3 separate regions of the Sus scrofa genome follow, and regions 1 and 3 are each linked to region 2. The links are chromatin contacts, called in public Hi-C and HiChIP or PLAC-seq maps. All regions are on one chromosome and are shown on one strand. Each heading gives the region's core, a stretch centred on a gene start, on an enhancer-like site or on the middle of the called end of the contact. The rest is flanking DNA. Distances are from core to core; before and after follow the strand shown. Region 1 holds the start of SUPT4H1 (transcription elongation factor SPT4). Region 2 holds the start of RNF43 (E3 ubiquitin-protein ligase RNF43). Region 3 holds the start of TSPOAP1 (peripheral-type benzodiazepine receptor-associated protein 1).

Region 1 (4,777 bases), core at 1,399-3,898, 65 kb before region 2:
AGAAAGTAAAATGGTGGTGGCCACAGGCTGGGGGGAGGAGGAAATGAGAAGAGGAAAAATGTTCTGGAGATGGATGGTGGTGACAAGTCACACGAAAAGCATGAACATATTTAATACCATTGAATTCTACACTTAAAAATTATAAAAAAAATTTTTAACGTGAATTTGACTATGATTAAAACAAAAAAACAAAAAACCCTAACATGTAAAACTTCACTGTCTCTCTTACTATTAAGAATCTCGGAGTTCCCGTCGTGGTGCAGTGGTTAACGAATCCGACTAGGAACCATGAGGTTGCGGGTTCTGTCCCTGCCCTTGCTCAGTGGGTTAACGATCCGGCGTTGCCGTGAGCTGTGGTGTAGGTTGCAGACGCGGCTCGGATCCCGAGTTGCTGTGGCTCTGGCGTAGGCCGGTGGCTACAGCTCCGATTCAACCCCTAGCCTGGGAACCTCCATGTGCCGCAGGAGCGGCCCAAGAAATAGCAACAACAACAACAACAAAAAGACAAAAAAAAAAAAAAAAAAAAAGAATCTCCATGGGTAACTCCTGCTGTCTCTCACAGCAGCCACAGATGGGCGTCTCTTCATTCATTTGTTGGCGTACATTCATTTGTACGGCTCTAACAAATGAACAAAGGACTGGAGTATCTGCGTGTGCACAGGCATGTGTACAAAGTTCCACGACGACACCTTCTCTGCCCAATCCTTTGCTCTTCCTTAAAGGCAAACAAAGGAGGAATAAAGTTGGCTCACCTTGAAGGAACTTTAGCAAGTATTGGTTTGGGGCCAGTCTGTATGTAAATCCTTAATTAGCCTAGAGACTGAAAGAAATTTAATAGTACTTTCTTAACCCCCAAAGAATACTGGCTCCTACCTTAGGGAAGGAAAACTGAAACGTACATTTCTCTCACTGCCTTTTCCCCACGGGACAATCTCACCAAGGGAAAACCTTTCTAAAGCGCCTCTTAAAGATATCTAAAGGCATCAACTTTGGGGCCAAAATTTACCCTTTCATTTTCACAAAGGCTCTTCATGCAGTCAACATTTATTAAGCACCTACTACCTTTCAGGTCCTGTATGCCATGTCTCAGTGCACAAAATACAGTCCCTACAAATAATGAGCTGACAGTCTAGTGAAGAACTATCCCGTGGAAAAATAATGAAAGCCACACAAATCATTTTAAATTTTCTGTAGCTACGTTAAAGGAGTAATGACGAAAAAGTGAAATTAACTTCATTAATGAAATTAATTTCATTTAACCCAATATATTCAAATTATTATTTTGGCATGTAACTAACACACATGCAAAAATCAAGATTATTTTACTTTTTTTTCTTGTGCTGAGTCTTTGAAATCCAGTATTACATCACAGGTAAAGCATATCTCAATTTGGACTAGCTACATTTTTTTTTCTTTTTTCTTTTTTTCTTTTCTTTTTTAGGGCCATACTCACAGCATATGGAAGGTCCCAGGATAGGGGCTGAATCAGAGTTGCAGCTGCCAGACTATACCACAGCCTTAGCAACACCAGATCCGAGCCACTTTCTGCAACCTAAGCTGCAACTTGCGGCAACGCTGGATTCTTTAACCGACTGAGCGAGGGTAAGTGGGTCGAACCCAAATCCTCGTGGATACTAGTTGGATTCTCAACACACTGAGCCACAACGGGAACTCCCAGACTAGCCACATTTCAAGTGCTCAACGCCACACACGTCTAGTAGCTACGGTTCTGGATAGCAAAGACATGTGTCTCAAAATAACTTTGAGACCAACTAGGATTAAGGTCTCAAGAGTTTGGCCACAATTACTTGATGGGGTAGAGATAATGCAGTAATCTAAAGGGACTTACCCATCAAAGGAAGAGCTGGTGCAGTCATATACCATCTCTCGGTTACCTTTCATCTGAAGGTATGCATCACAATTGTCACAACCATCATATTCAAACTGGTCTATAGTCTGGGAGAGAGATAAAAAGGAGAGAGGGGAGCATGAACAAGGCCAAAAGAAAAAGTAGCTTTCTCATAAGTCTACCTGGTCAAGCACGAGGCTCCCTACGTTGGCTCTGTCTCATCAAGTCCCCCGTCCACCATTCCTATAGCCCTTTTCCACTCTCACACTCCTTTTGTTCCCAACTGCGTTTTACCCATTCCTCTCCCTAGTATCCTCGGGGTCGGGCACCTTCTCCCACTATTCTCTCAGCTGGAAATTCCCACCCTCCTCTGACTCTTAGCCGGCGTCCTTCAACTCCAATAGAAGTTCACTGAACGTCTGTAAAGGGTCAGGCCTGTACTGAGAGCTAAAGTTGCAAAGGCTTATGAGACCGCCCGCGACCATGGCTGCACGACCTGCCTGGCTTCCTATCCACGTAAGCGATGGCCTACTTCCCACGTCCCCTGCCTGGATCTTTTCTCTTCACCGCCCCCCGAGCCCTGTCCTACCCTTTCTCCCAGCTTGGTCCCCCATCGCCCATACAACCAGGTCCCCGCCAGACCTTGACCAGCGAACACAGCAAACAAGCGCGCAGATGCCGCAGGTCCTTCGGCACTGTCTCCAGAGCCATCCTCTTCCAAGGAAGAACAGCGACGGAATGAGCCACAGCTGCCGCTCGCAGGAAGTAAACAGCGATTTGCCCAGAATACACGCACTTCCGGTTCCTCAGACTTCCTCTTCCGGCGTGGGAGGCCGCGGGCCCCGCCCCACCCCCCGCCTCAGGAGATGGTTTCTCCCGTCTAGAGGCGGGGCCGGCGGAGAGTCACCTGGACCGGCGCGCGCCCCCGCCACCTGGGCCGGAGCGCGGGGCGAGGCCCAGCGGCCGTTGGGCCTGTGGGCGGAGCCCGAGGAGGAGGGGCGGCACGGTTGGCGCCTGCGCGGGGGCTCCCCGCGGCCCGGGTGGTATCCTGGCGCGCGGGCCATTTGACCTGGGCGGCTGGCACCGCCCCGCGGGTTCCCTGGAGGATCCCAGATGACAGCAGAGATTCTTTTTTGTCTTCCCTCTTAAAAGTGTAGGGCCACTGTCTCCCTCTGGGATTATCTCTGCAGAGACGAAAAGAAATCCAGAGACCGCCCCGCTCCTTCCTAACAATCAGAGCGTGATTGGGTTTCCATTTGCGTCCACGGGAATGCTGGTCTGCGAGCTGTCACCCGGAAAATGCATATTCAATTATTTCTAAAAACTCTTGGTACGTTTCCTCGGCCCAGCTGATAATTTATGCTTTGTGCATCTTTTAGCTTTTATATAGTTCCTTTCCTTCAGATCATCTGTAGGAGATTTTTTTTTTTTTTTTTTTCCCTCATTTCACTTTATAAGAAGCTTTCAGATTCAAAACTGGGCAAGAGAAGTTCCAGTCGTGGCATAGCAGAAACGAATCTGACTAGGAACCATGAGGTTGTGGGTTCGATCCCTGGCTTTGCTCAGTGGGTTAAGGATCCTGCGTTGCTGTGAACTGTGGTGTAGGTCGCAGACGCAGCTTGGATCTGGTGTGGCTATGGCAGTGGTGTAGGCCAGCAGCTGTAGCTGTGATTTGACCCCTAGCCTGGGAACCTATGGCGAGGGTGGACCCAAAAAGCAAAAAAAAAAAAAAAAAAAAAACAAAAAAAAAACAGGAAAAACCAAAAAACTGGGCATGAGACAAAACCAAGCCTTTCCCAGAGAAGTGGAAAGGGAAAATGCACTTTGGCAGGAGGCAGGAGGCGAGCAAAGGCCTGTCCAGGCCCTGTGGAACTCTTCCTACCGACATAGCACCAGCTCCCTTGATCCTCACATTAGTCCTATGTGTAGGCAGAGGACAGTCATTTGTGTTTATGTGAACTGGAGCTTTGGGATATAAATAGATAATTTCAGGAGTTCCCTTAGTGGTGCAGTGGTTAACGAATGGGACTAGGAACCATGAGGTTGGGGGTTTGATCCCTGGCCTTGCTCAGTGAGTCGAGGATCCAGCATTGCCCTGAGCTGTGGTGTAGGTCGCAGACATGGCTCGGATCCCACGTTGCTGGGCTGTGGTGTAGGCCGGTGGCTACAGCTCTGATTAGACCCCTAGCCTGGGAACCTCCATATGCCGCAGGAGCGACCCTAGAAAAGGCAAAAAAACAAAAAATAAATAGATAGATAGTTTCAGGCCCTGCTGGTCTATCTTCCCAGCCAGGCCTCCTAAATTGAAACTGAGCTTCTTCAAGGCCAGTGTGCTGCCAGTGCCCGTCCATGCCTGTTCCGATGGGCTCTGATGGGTTAGGGTGTTCTCCATCACTGCACACTTTCTACTTTGGAACACACTTCACTCTGTGAGGTGGGTCCATTTCAGGGGTGGGAAAAGTGAGGCACAGAGTATTTGCCCAGAGTCACAGAGAAAGTCAGTGAAGCGTCATCAGTGAGAGTTTGAAATGAGGACAATGACAATACAGGTAACAAACGGAACCGCAGTGAGAATCCAGTCATGCTTTCTCTTTCCCTGAGTTCACTAGACCATGGTTTAGGGGCTTACAAGCCAGTTCTTAGGGCCAAGCCCAGCAGTCTCCTCGGTCCTTTCATAAATCAGAGCCTAGCCTCTGATACCAAACATAATTTATTTCTCCCATATAAAGGACGGAGCTGTTACCCTCAGTGACAGTCATGACAGAACAAAACCACAAGACCAGACCGCATTTAAGGATAAATATATTAGCAAATAAATACATTTCTCAACATAGTGCCTGATTCAAGCATCTTTCTATCCAGATATAAATACCCACGTGGGTACCTAGGTGCTAGTTCCCCCCTGACTTTGGGGGAAGAAGATTCCCA
Region 2 (4,507 bases), core at 756-3,255:
CTTGAGAGATGTCCAAAGATGCTACTACATGTACTTATAAAAGTTTCAACATTCAACTGTATTTCAGTATAGCCAAAGTTTCAGGCCCACTGAACTTCTAATACTTTTCAGGAACTTAAATATACTATGATTTTTTAAAATATTCTATTTAAATTTGCCTATAAATTAGGTGGTAATTTATACATCTTCATATATTCACTGGATAAACCTGAGCATCACAACCTTTTCCAACTTTCATAATTAGAAGAATATTTGAACAGCTTAGCTTTCCAATTATTTTTCCCAGTTGAAATTCATATTTCTGTCTTTATTTTCCTTTCTCTCTTAGGGATTCCGGCTTTTATTCTCCTGCTTGAGAATGCCAAGCACCTTGATTTCCCATGAGATGCTTTTGCAAACGACTTTATTATCCAGATCTTATAATCTGTAATTTTCTAGGTCCATAAGTAAAACAAAGGGCTATTCCTAACACGTTTTCAAATTCCTTGAGGGGGTGGGGAATAAAAGATAGGGGAGTAGGGAGGTGATCAGTCTACAGGCGCTTAAGTAGAACACCCTGAAAAAGTAAAAATAAACCTGAGTAGAGTAGATCTGTGCTATTTCTAGGCACACTTGAGAATTTGGGTCTTTGTACAAACAAAATCTTATTCTAAAATTTCAAAATGTGCACCCTTAAGTAAATATAAATGCACTTCAACCACAAAGCCCACTGTGCTCAGAGGTCAAGTTAAAAAATCTTATTAAGTCTTCAGAATAAGTGCTGAAAAGCCAAGCAACTGAACATGAACCTGTTATACAGATGCTTTTTCTTTTGCTGAGGCAGAGGGAGGGGAGGGAAAAAAAGAATTTCAAAAGAAATCTGCAAACCTGTTGCGCTGTCGGGCCCACTGGAATCCACGGGGGTGAAACAAATTCAATTATGCTTTTATAGATCCTGCTCAAAATAAGGTTTCAACTGCTTAACCAAGTACAGCTCATTCTTCCACCTTCTCACTCTGCAACCAAACCAAGTGCCCCACACTGCAGGTAGTTGCCGAGAAATTCCGCAGCCTGAAAAAATAATCCATGCAGGTCAAAGGCAGAAACTTACTCCAAGGTTAGAGCTACTGTCCCCAAGAACTCTAAAAACACTTATGGAGGATCCAAAACCATTTCTGAAATCTCCTTTCTAACAAAAGTCCTTTTTCTCCCCGAACAGCATATAAAAATGATCAAATCTTGAAAGAGAAAAGAAGCAAAGTAGCAAATACATCAGCAACAATTCACTACCAGGAACACAGAAAATCCCAGAGGGAGAAGGCAATATCTTTGTATCATGGATAGACTTGGAAAGTTCGGAAGGATTCGAGTGCTTCCCTTCCAGAAAGACAATTCTGGATCAACTCCCTAGAGGAGGAAGCCTGTGGTTTGTAATTGGTGTTCTAGCTCTGACTCCCTCCCCTGGGACTGCAATCACGCTCTCTACCTGCTGACACAAAGTGAGGGTGGAGCAGCTAGAGGCAGCCACCCCCAGCCCGCCCCGCCTCCTCCTGGATGGCTGGGGCACGGTGCACGCACACTTACTTAACCAGACACGTTCCTGCGCGCTCGCTTTCCTCTCAGCTCCTCTACTCCCTCTATTGAGCCACAGCCAAACTGCATCTAGTTCAACCCTCAGCACCTTTCCCTGAGGAAGCAGGCTACCACGGGAAAATCAGGGCCCCTCCAACAGATACATAAGCAGATTCTGCACCCAAGAGACTTAGCTGGCGGTACGAGGAACTAAAGAGAAGGAAAAAAAAAAAAAAAGAAAAGAAAACCCAGAAGATAAAACAATGGACACAAGGTTTGATAAATATAAGTTCAAGGGGACTTCTGCTCTTTCCGGGTTTTAGTGTGGATAAATGCCCAAAGCCAGAATAAAGTGATCTTGTGCTATAGTTCTTACTGATTTATTGCTGTCTTATGTCTGCTACTCTGGCAAGAACTCTGTCCATTTTATGCATAGCTTTTCTTCAGCCCTTACAAATTTAAATTCGGTAGCTCTTTTCTAAACTGTGCCAGTACCAAGCTTTTAGATTAGGTGATGTCAGAGGTCTGGAATCTGTTATTTTCTCCTCACATCCTTGAGAGGTGAAATAATACTATGGGTTAGACTTGGACCTTCAATGAGACTGCAAGTAAGTCTATGCCATAAATACAAAGGGGTAAAATATATTAACAAGAAGACTACAGGCAAAAAGAAAAGTAATTTTTGGCTAATTACCACATTCACGAACATTAGAAATAATGCAAAAGTTTCCAATATATAAAGTAATAAATACGTTTTTAAAATCTGAATTTTCAAATTTACCAAATTACATGTGATTGTGGCCAGACATTTTATTTGTGATCTGCTGCCAATAATCTTTCCAAATTGTACAAATGAACAACAATGCGAATGTAGTTAACACTACACTTAAAAACGATTAAGATTGATGTCACGAGCTTATTGCGGTAAAAAAGCACAGTTAAAATTGTGGTAAGAAGCACATAAGAGAAAATTTAAAATAATTTTTAATTTGTACAAAAGAACTGTACAAATTGATTACCTTTAAAATGTGGAGAATAATAATTGTATTGTAGGCCTAATGTAAAGATGAAATGACAGGCGTTCCTACGGTGGCTCAGTGGTTAACGAATCTCATTAGCAACCATGAGGACACAGGTTTGATCCCCGGCCTCCCTCAGTGAGTTAAGTATCCAGCATTGCCGTCAGCTATGTAGATTGAAGCTACAGCTCTGATTTGACCCCCAGCCTGGGAACCTCCATATGCCATGGGTGCAGCCCTAAAAAGACAAAATAAATAAATAAAGATGAAATGACATAATGCCTCTGAAAGCAGAAAGTATGAGTGACCTATTCGCCTTGAGAATTTTTTCCCTGAAGAGGGTTTATGGTCTAATTCAAAAAGGTACATGTACCTCAATGTTCATAGCAGCACCATTTACAACAGCCAAGACACAGAAGCAGACGAAATGGCCACTGACAGATGAATGGATAAAGAAGTCCTATTGTATAGCACAGGGAACTATATTCAGTATCTTGTATTAAACTATAATGGAAAAAAACCTTAAAATACATACACACACACACACACACACACAAATATATCACTTTGCTGCATACCAGAAATTAACACATTAAAATCAACTATACTTCAATCAAAACAAATTAATAAAAGAAATTTTTGAAGATGGTTTATGGGGATAGTTTTGGCATTTTAGGCCTAATAGCACCTAGAGCAGAGAGATAAATTCTAAAGTAAATTCTTAATTTAGCACTTTTTCTTTATTGGTTAGACCTTAAGAACATAATGCAAGTATAGACCTTTTATAGCTCCTTTCCTAAAGAACAGGAATAGATCTAATTCTTCTGGAGAAAAATTTTCAAGGTCTGCTATGGTTTTATATTTTTATTTTATATAAGCCACATAAGAGCACAGCATAAATAATGCAAAATACACATAATCATGTATCTGGATTAATGTAAAAATATCTTTAAACAAAAAGTAACCTACTAATTGACATTGCCTCACCTATTCCTGCTTGACACTTGCAAAGGAATAAAGACACCCAAACCTAAGAGTTAATGCAGACACTTAGTTGAAAGGAAGAAAATACAGATGTGGTTGCCCTCTCTTGAAGAAACTCTGAGATCTGAGGATGATGATAATACATTATCATGAGTCTGGATACCTTGAGCTACTCAGGATCCAATCAAATAGCTCTGTAGAGCTTAGTTCACTCATATATGGTGTTTATTTACACAGTATTGACAAACAAAGTCACCAGATTTGATAAACAAGAGAAATTATCCTCTGGCAGATTGACAGACCACAGCTTCTACAGAGACATCACAAAGATGCCATCGCTACATAAGATGCTCATCTCACCGATGTTTACCACCTAACCTTACACAGGAGACAGATCACCCTTCGGATCTACCTTTGCATCTGGATTGACTAAAGTTACCCAAGACCTCGATCCTTTTCCAAAAAACTAGGTTTCTATAAACATGTCCAAGAATTGTCCTTATCCTTAATGGTATTTTAAGGACTCACTCTCTATTCAAGTGCAAATTAAAAAGCTCAGGACTTTTTTTTTTTTAAGTCAGATTCTTTGAAAAACAGAGCACATTCTCTTTGGAACGCTACTATTATGATTAATAGTCCTAATGACTGAGGTTTCTATTGATCACTAATCAGACAGTAAAAACAAGCAAGACAACAAGTCTAGTTGAAACACTCACTTTATTGTTGACTGATTGGAATTTATCGTGCTTAAGGTGCTCAAATACCGAGGCGCTAGTCAGGAACCTTGTTAGCATGTGTCAGACCCTACTGGCTAATTCACACAAAGATTTTATTTTATCTTTTGCCACTTTGCCCAAGTCAGTAATGATAGCTTTAGTTGATAGGTAGCAGGCATGTGAGTATAGCAGGAGATCCAGCTCCTTGGTCTGTTGTATTCATATATTAAAAAAAAA
Region 3 (4,314 bases), core at 1,518-4,017, 88 kb before region 2:
CTGGCTGGCGTTTGCCCTTGCTGCACCTCAGCCCCTGGAATCCTGCTTTCCTAGGTGCCAAGAGTCCTACGTGCTCAGAGTCCTTGGCTTCCAAGCCCTGCTCCCTCAGGCCCAGCCCTGGTGCCCCTCTTCCCTGGTCGCCCAGCCTCCATCAGTGGCCTCCCATCCTCACCACCCTCAGGTTAGTCTCCTGCAGCTTCCGGGCTCTCTCCTCCAGGCGCTTGGCAATGACCGCCAGCTCGGCGTTCTTCCGCTTCAGCCTCCGCACCTTCTCCTCTGTCTCGGGGAAGCTGCTCTTCCTCTGACAAGGGGTCAGCCAGAATTGGGGCATATGGGAAGCACACACTACCCCCGCCCCCCGCCCCCCACTGCCCAGACCCGATCCTAACAGCTCAGTCCTGGGCTCACAGTGAGGTCCTCAGCCACTCTAGGTAGGGCTTCACCCTCTCTGGGTCTGGGGGTCATGTTGGCCCCGTGTAGCTGCCACTTGGAGGGATGTTCATGGAATGGCGAAGGCTGGGATGTCTGAGTCGGCTTCCCTCCCAGCTCCAACCACGACCCAGGAGTCACTTTCCAAGCCTCACCAGCATCTGGTTCTCCTCCTTAAGGATGGCACAGCGCTGCTGCAGCTCCCCCACTGCCCTCAGCAGCTCCAGGTTGGGCTGGTCCCCAAAGCCCATTTTCAGCTTGCCCTGGCATGGGAAAGGACAGGAGCCTCGGGAATTCCCCCCCCCGACCCCATGGGGATCAGAGCCTCATAGGGATGCGGTTCCCTCTCCACAGCCCAAGGAGACCTGGAGACTGCAAGGTTCTCCCTCACGTCCCAGGCCTTCAGAGGGGAGCACGAGAGGCCCAGGAGAAGGGGCCGTTTCGTCCTCCCTGTTGACACTGGCACCCCGCAACTCTGGGACCCTCTGCTAGTCCCCCGTGTTTTCCATCCCTGCCCTCCTTCCCTTCTTGGGAAAGGCCAGCTCGAGCTCCCATCCTCACCCCTCCAGGCTCCTCATGGCCACCTGAGTCCCCCAAAGTCCTGGTCCCTCCATCATCTACAGGAGCCACTCATACCCACCCCAAACCTTGTCCTCCCTGGCTCAGCTGAGCCCCCTCCCCTGAATCTGCTTCTTCTTCTGGACTCTGATTCCACCATATACCTCTGCCCACCCCCAGGATCCTGCAGCCCCCAAGGACAGAGACTTGTCGAGAAGACGGACAGACACAGACAGACAGACAGACTGTCAGAGATTCACAGAGGGAGGGGGAAGGCAGAGGATTCGAGGTAGAGAAGCAGAGAGGCAGAAGGACAGACAGATGGCCAAAAAAAAAAAAAAAAAAATGGAGCCACTGAGATTCCTGCCCAAAGGAGGGAGGACAGACAGGCACAGAGATGGACCCACAGACAGAGACAGGAGAAGAGAGGTAGACAGCGAAGTTGCAAATCATGGCCAAGCTGGAGGGCATGGTGAGAGCCCCCAGTGCGCAGACCCCCACCGTCCACTTCCCTTACCTTAGGGGAAGCCTCCAGCTCCTCGTCCTCCAGCCTCTGGCAGCTGGGTCTGGACCCCAAGGCTCCAGGCCCCGAGCTAGGCAGCCCAGTTTCTGTTCTTCTGGGCTCAATGCCCCCCACAGCCCCAGGGCTTCGGGCTCCCTCAGGCTCAGGGCTCTCCTCAGGCCTCAGTTCTCCCACATGCAGAGCTGCCGGAGTATCGGCCATGCTTGGGGATGCACCTCCGGGTTCGCCCCCCTGGCCTGGAGTCCAGCTCTGCCAGGCGGGCAGTGCCCATGGCTCCATGTTTCTGGGGTCCCCCGGCCGCGGGAGGGGTGTCAGTTGCTCCATGGTTCTGCCAAGGGGCCCCAGGACCCAGGCCAGGGGACATCACCCAGCCGGGTGGAGGGGCTGGCGAGGGTCCTGCCAGGCCAGAGCCTTTCTTTTCTGAGCTCTGGGCTTCACCGAACATCCATCCGAGGCTGGCTGAGTTCTTCCTCATCCACAAAGGAGGCTGCAGGAGTCTGGGCTGCCAGAGCCGGAGCTGGGGTATGCGAGCTGTGTTTGCTGTTGCTGTGGCTGCGTGTGTGTGTGAGTGTGTGGAGGAGCAAGGGTGTCCCCGTGGGGGTGGGGAGGATGTGCAAAGGCCACCAACAGCAGTGCCCGGGTGAGGGTGTCCGTGTGTCTCCAGGTCTGTCTGTGCCGGTCAGTGCTGCCGTGTGTGTGTGTGTGTGTGTGTGTGTGTGTGTTTGGCAGATGGATGCCCCCGCTTGTGTTGGGGGTAGTGGTTCTGCGTGTCACTGTCTGTGCCTGTTTCGGAGTTACCAGTTGTTTCTGTGTGTGTGTGGGGGGGTGTCTATATTGCAGGGCTGTGGCAGTGGGTGATGCTGTCACTGGTTGTATCTGAGTATCTCAATGCTGCTGTGTGCATCATCGCTGTCATTGTGTGTCCATCAGCGTCTGTGAGTCTGGCCATCTATCAGGAGCCCTCAGCCTGGCTAGGGTCCACAGGAGCTGCCGGGGATGGTCCCCAAAGGTCGGCTGTGGTCCTTTATCTCCTACTCCTCTCTCCGCTGCTGCTCGCCAGCTTGCTGGGTGGCTGGGCTGGTCCTAAGGAGGCCTGGGTCGGTGGGCTGCTTGCCTCATAGTCTCTGTCCCTTCTGGCCTCAGCTCTGGGGACTGCAGGGGTCCCTTACAGTCCCGGAGCCCCGAGATGGTGGGCGCGGAGGAGGGCTGAGCCTCAGAATAGGGGGGTGAGCAGGGGAGAGCCAGTCCTCCCCTCCCCTCCCCCTCCCCTCCCGCCCACCAATAGGAAGTCGGCTGCTCGTTTCCATGGTGATGGCGCTGGACTGGTGGGCTGGACCGGCAGGCAGGGTCGGGACAGAAGGAAGAGCAGGTTCCTTGCGGGATCTCGGCCCAATGCCCCCAACATGTGACACCCCACCCCCACCCCTCCCCTCCCACATACACCTCCACATCTCCCGGGGTACAGAGGCAGGGGGCTGCAGACACACAGCCCCACATCAGTCTTATCTCAAGCCAGATAGAGACAGAGACAGAAGGTGGTATGACAGATAGATAGAGATCCAGCCATGGTGAATGGCAGGAATAAAAAAGATGGGATTTGAGATGAAACAAAGAGAGAGAGAAATCAAGATCATGAAAACAAGGAGAGAGAAGCAAAGAGCCAGAGGTGGAAATAGGCTGAGAGAATTGCTTCTGCTTCCTCCTGGCAGGTTGCTTTTGGGGGTCAACCTTCTCCAGCCAGCAGGGAAGGCCACATGGCGTGGTGGGCTGGCTTTGTCCCAAACTATCAGAGAGCTCACCTTCTGTCTATACTTAGACCTTTTGCTATGGGAAAATGGCACTTGGGGACAAGGACGTGGAACTCCCCCACCTTAAGTCAGCCTGTATGTAGGGGCAGAGGCCTAGATGGAGTCCCCAGGGACATGAATGTTGGAAAGGGCCTCCCAGAGGCCTCTGTACCTGAGACCGAAGCCAGTCTCCGCTAAGGTCAGGGGCCCCCGTGTGGCAGTCCTGAGGAATAGCACCACCACCAGGCCACAGTGTGCTCCAACTGGGCCAGAGCTGACCCAACTGTTGGGGGCAGGGAGGAGGGCGCATGAGGAGACGTGACATCCTCGTTCCCTAAATCAATGTGCAGATCAATATGTACACCACTACATGATGTGTGTCGCTGATGTTTTTTGGCTTTTGGGGTTTTTTGGGTTTTTGGTTTTTTTGCTTTTTAGGGCCGCCCTTGGCGGCATATGGAAATTCCCAGACTAGGGGTCAAATCAGAGCTACAGCTGCCGACTTACGCCACAGCCACAGCAACACAGGATCAGAGCCACATCTGGCCACCTCCACCACAGCTCACAGCAATGCCGGATCCTTAACCCACTGAGGGAGGCCAGGGATCGAACCCACTTCCGCATGGATACTAGCCGGGTTTGTTACTGCTAAGACACAGGGGGAACTCCCTCACTGATGTTAAGGACAGGGTATATGCACATAAGCCATTACATGCATGTATATGTATAGCACACATACACAGAATAGACATCTGTTCATCTCTATGTATGTGGGGGCATAGTATTATTTTATGTATGTACATACATGTGTGTGTTTTCTATTATATGTTTGGGGGTCTCACTGGGTATGTAGGTATGCATGTTTCCATATATACACCGTTGCAGAGATAGCTACTTGCCACAGTGTCCGTGTGCTGTGATGTGTATGTGAGGCAATGGTTGTGAGTGTATAAATTACAACACAAGTGTCATGATAAATGTATATGGATGCCATTATATGACATTATACAGTATATG

The links. Hi-C and Micro-C count contacts between places; a contact is called where the count stands out from the background. HiChIP or PLAC-seq counts read pairs in DNA pulled down with a chosen protein or histone mark.
Region 1: a contact with region 2 is called in a Hi-C map of liver, with 2.9 times the contacts expected there. The contact joins the promoter of SUPT4H1 here to the promoter of RNF43 in region 2. A contact is called at or near these places in 2 of 5 promoter capture datasets (fetal liver and liver), 5 of 47 Hi-C or Micro-C datasets (embryonic fibroblasts, epiblast stem cells, heart right ventricle and 1 more) and 1 of 2 datasets of contacts at active chromatin or transcription factors (alveolar macrophages).
Region 3: a contact with region 2 is called in an H3K27ac HiChIP or PLAC-seq map of alveolar macrophages. The contact joins the promoter of TSPOAP1 here to the promoter of RNF43 in region 2. A contact is called at or near these places in 4 of 5 promoter capture datasets (fetal liver, liver and skeletal muscle), 19 of 47 Hi-C or Micro-C datasets (alveolar macrophages, blood, fetal heart ventricle and 10 more) and 1 of 2 datasets of contacts at active chromatin or transcription factors (alveolar macrophages).

Annotation. Positions count from the first base shown.
Region 1 is chr12:34,627,033-34,631,809 of Sscrofa11.1, forward strand. It overlaps SUPT4H1 (transcription elongation factor SPT4), which reads right to left and starts at 2,649. Exons shown (of 5, transcript XM_003131646.4): 1 at 2,492-2,649; 2 at 1,850-1,956. The coding sequence starts at 2,560. RNF43 (E3 ubiquitin-protein ligase RNF43) reads right to left here. Exons shown (of 13, transcript XM_021067274.1): 13 at 4,542-4,777.
Region 2 is chr12:34,693,016-34,697,522 of Sscrofa11.1, forward strand. It overlaps RNF43 (E3 ubiquitin-protein ligase RNF43), which reads right to left and starts at 2,006. Exons shown (of 13, transcript XM_021067274.1): 1 at 868-2,006. HSF5 (heat shock factor protein 5) reads right to left here. Exons shown (of 6, transcript XM_003131648.3): 6 at 3,216-4,507.
Region 3 is chr12:34,603,856-34,608,169 of Sscrofa11.1, forward strand. It overlaps TSPOAP1 (peripheral-type benzodiazepine receptor-associated protein 1), which reads right to left and starts at 2,768. Exons shown (of 31, transcript XR_002337199.1): 1 at 1,505-2,768; 2 at 585-692; 3 at 173-301.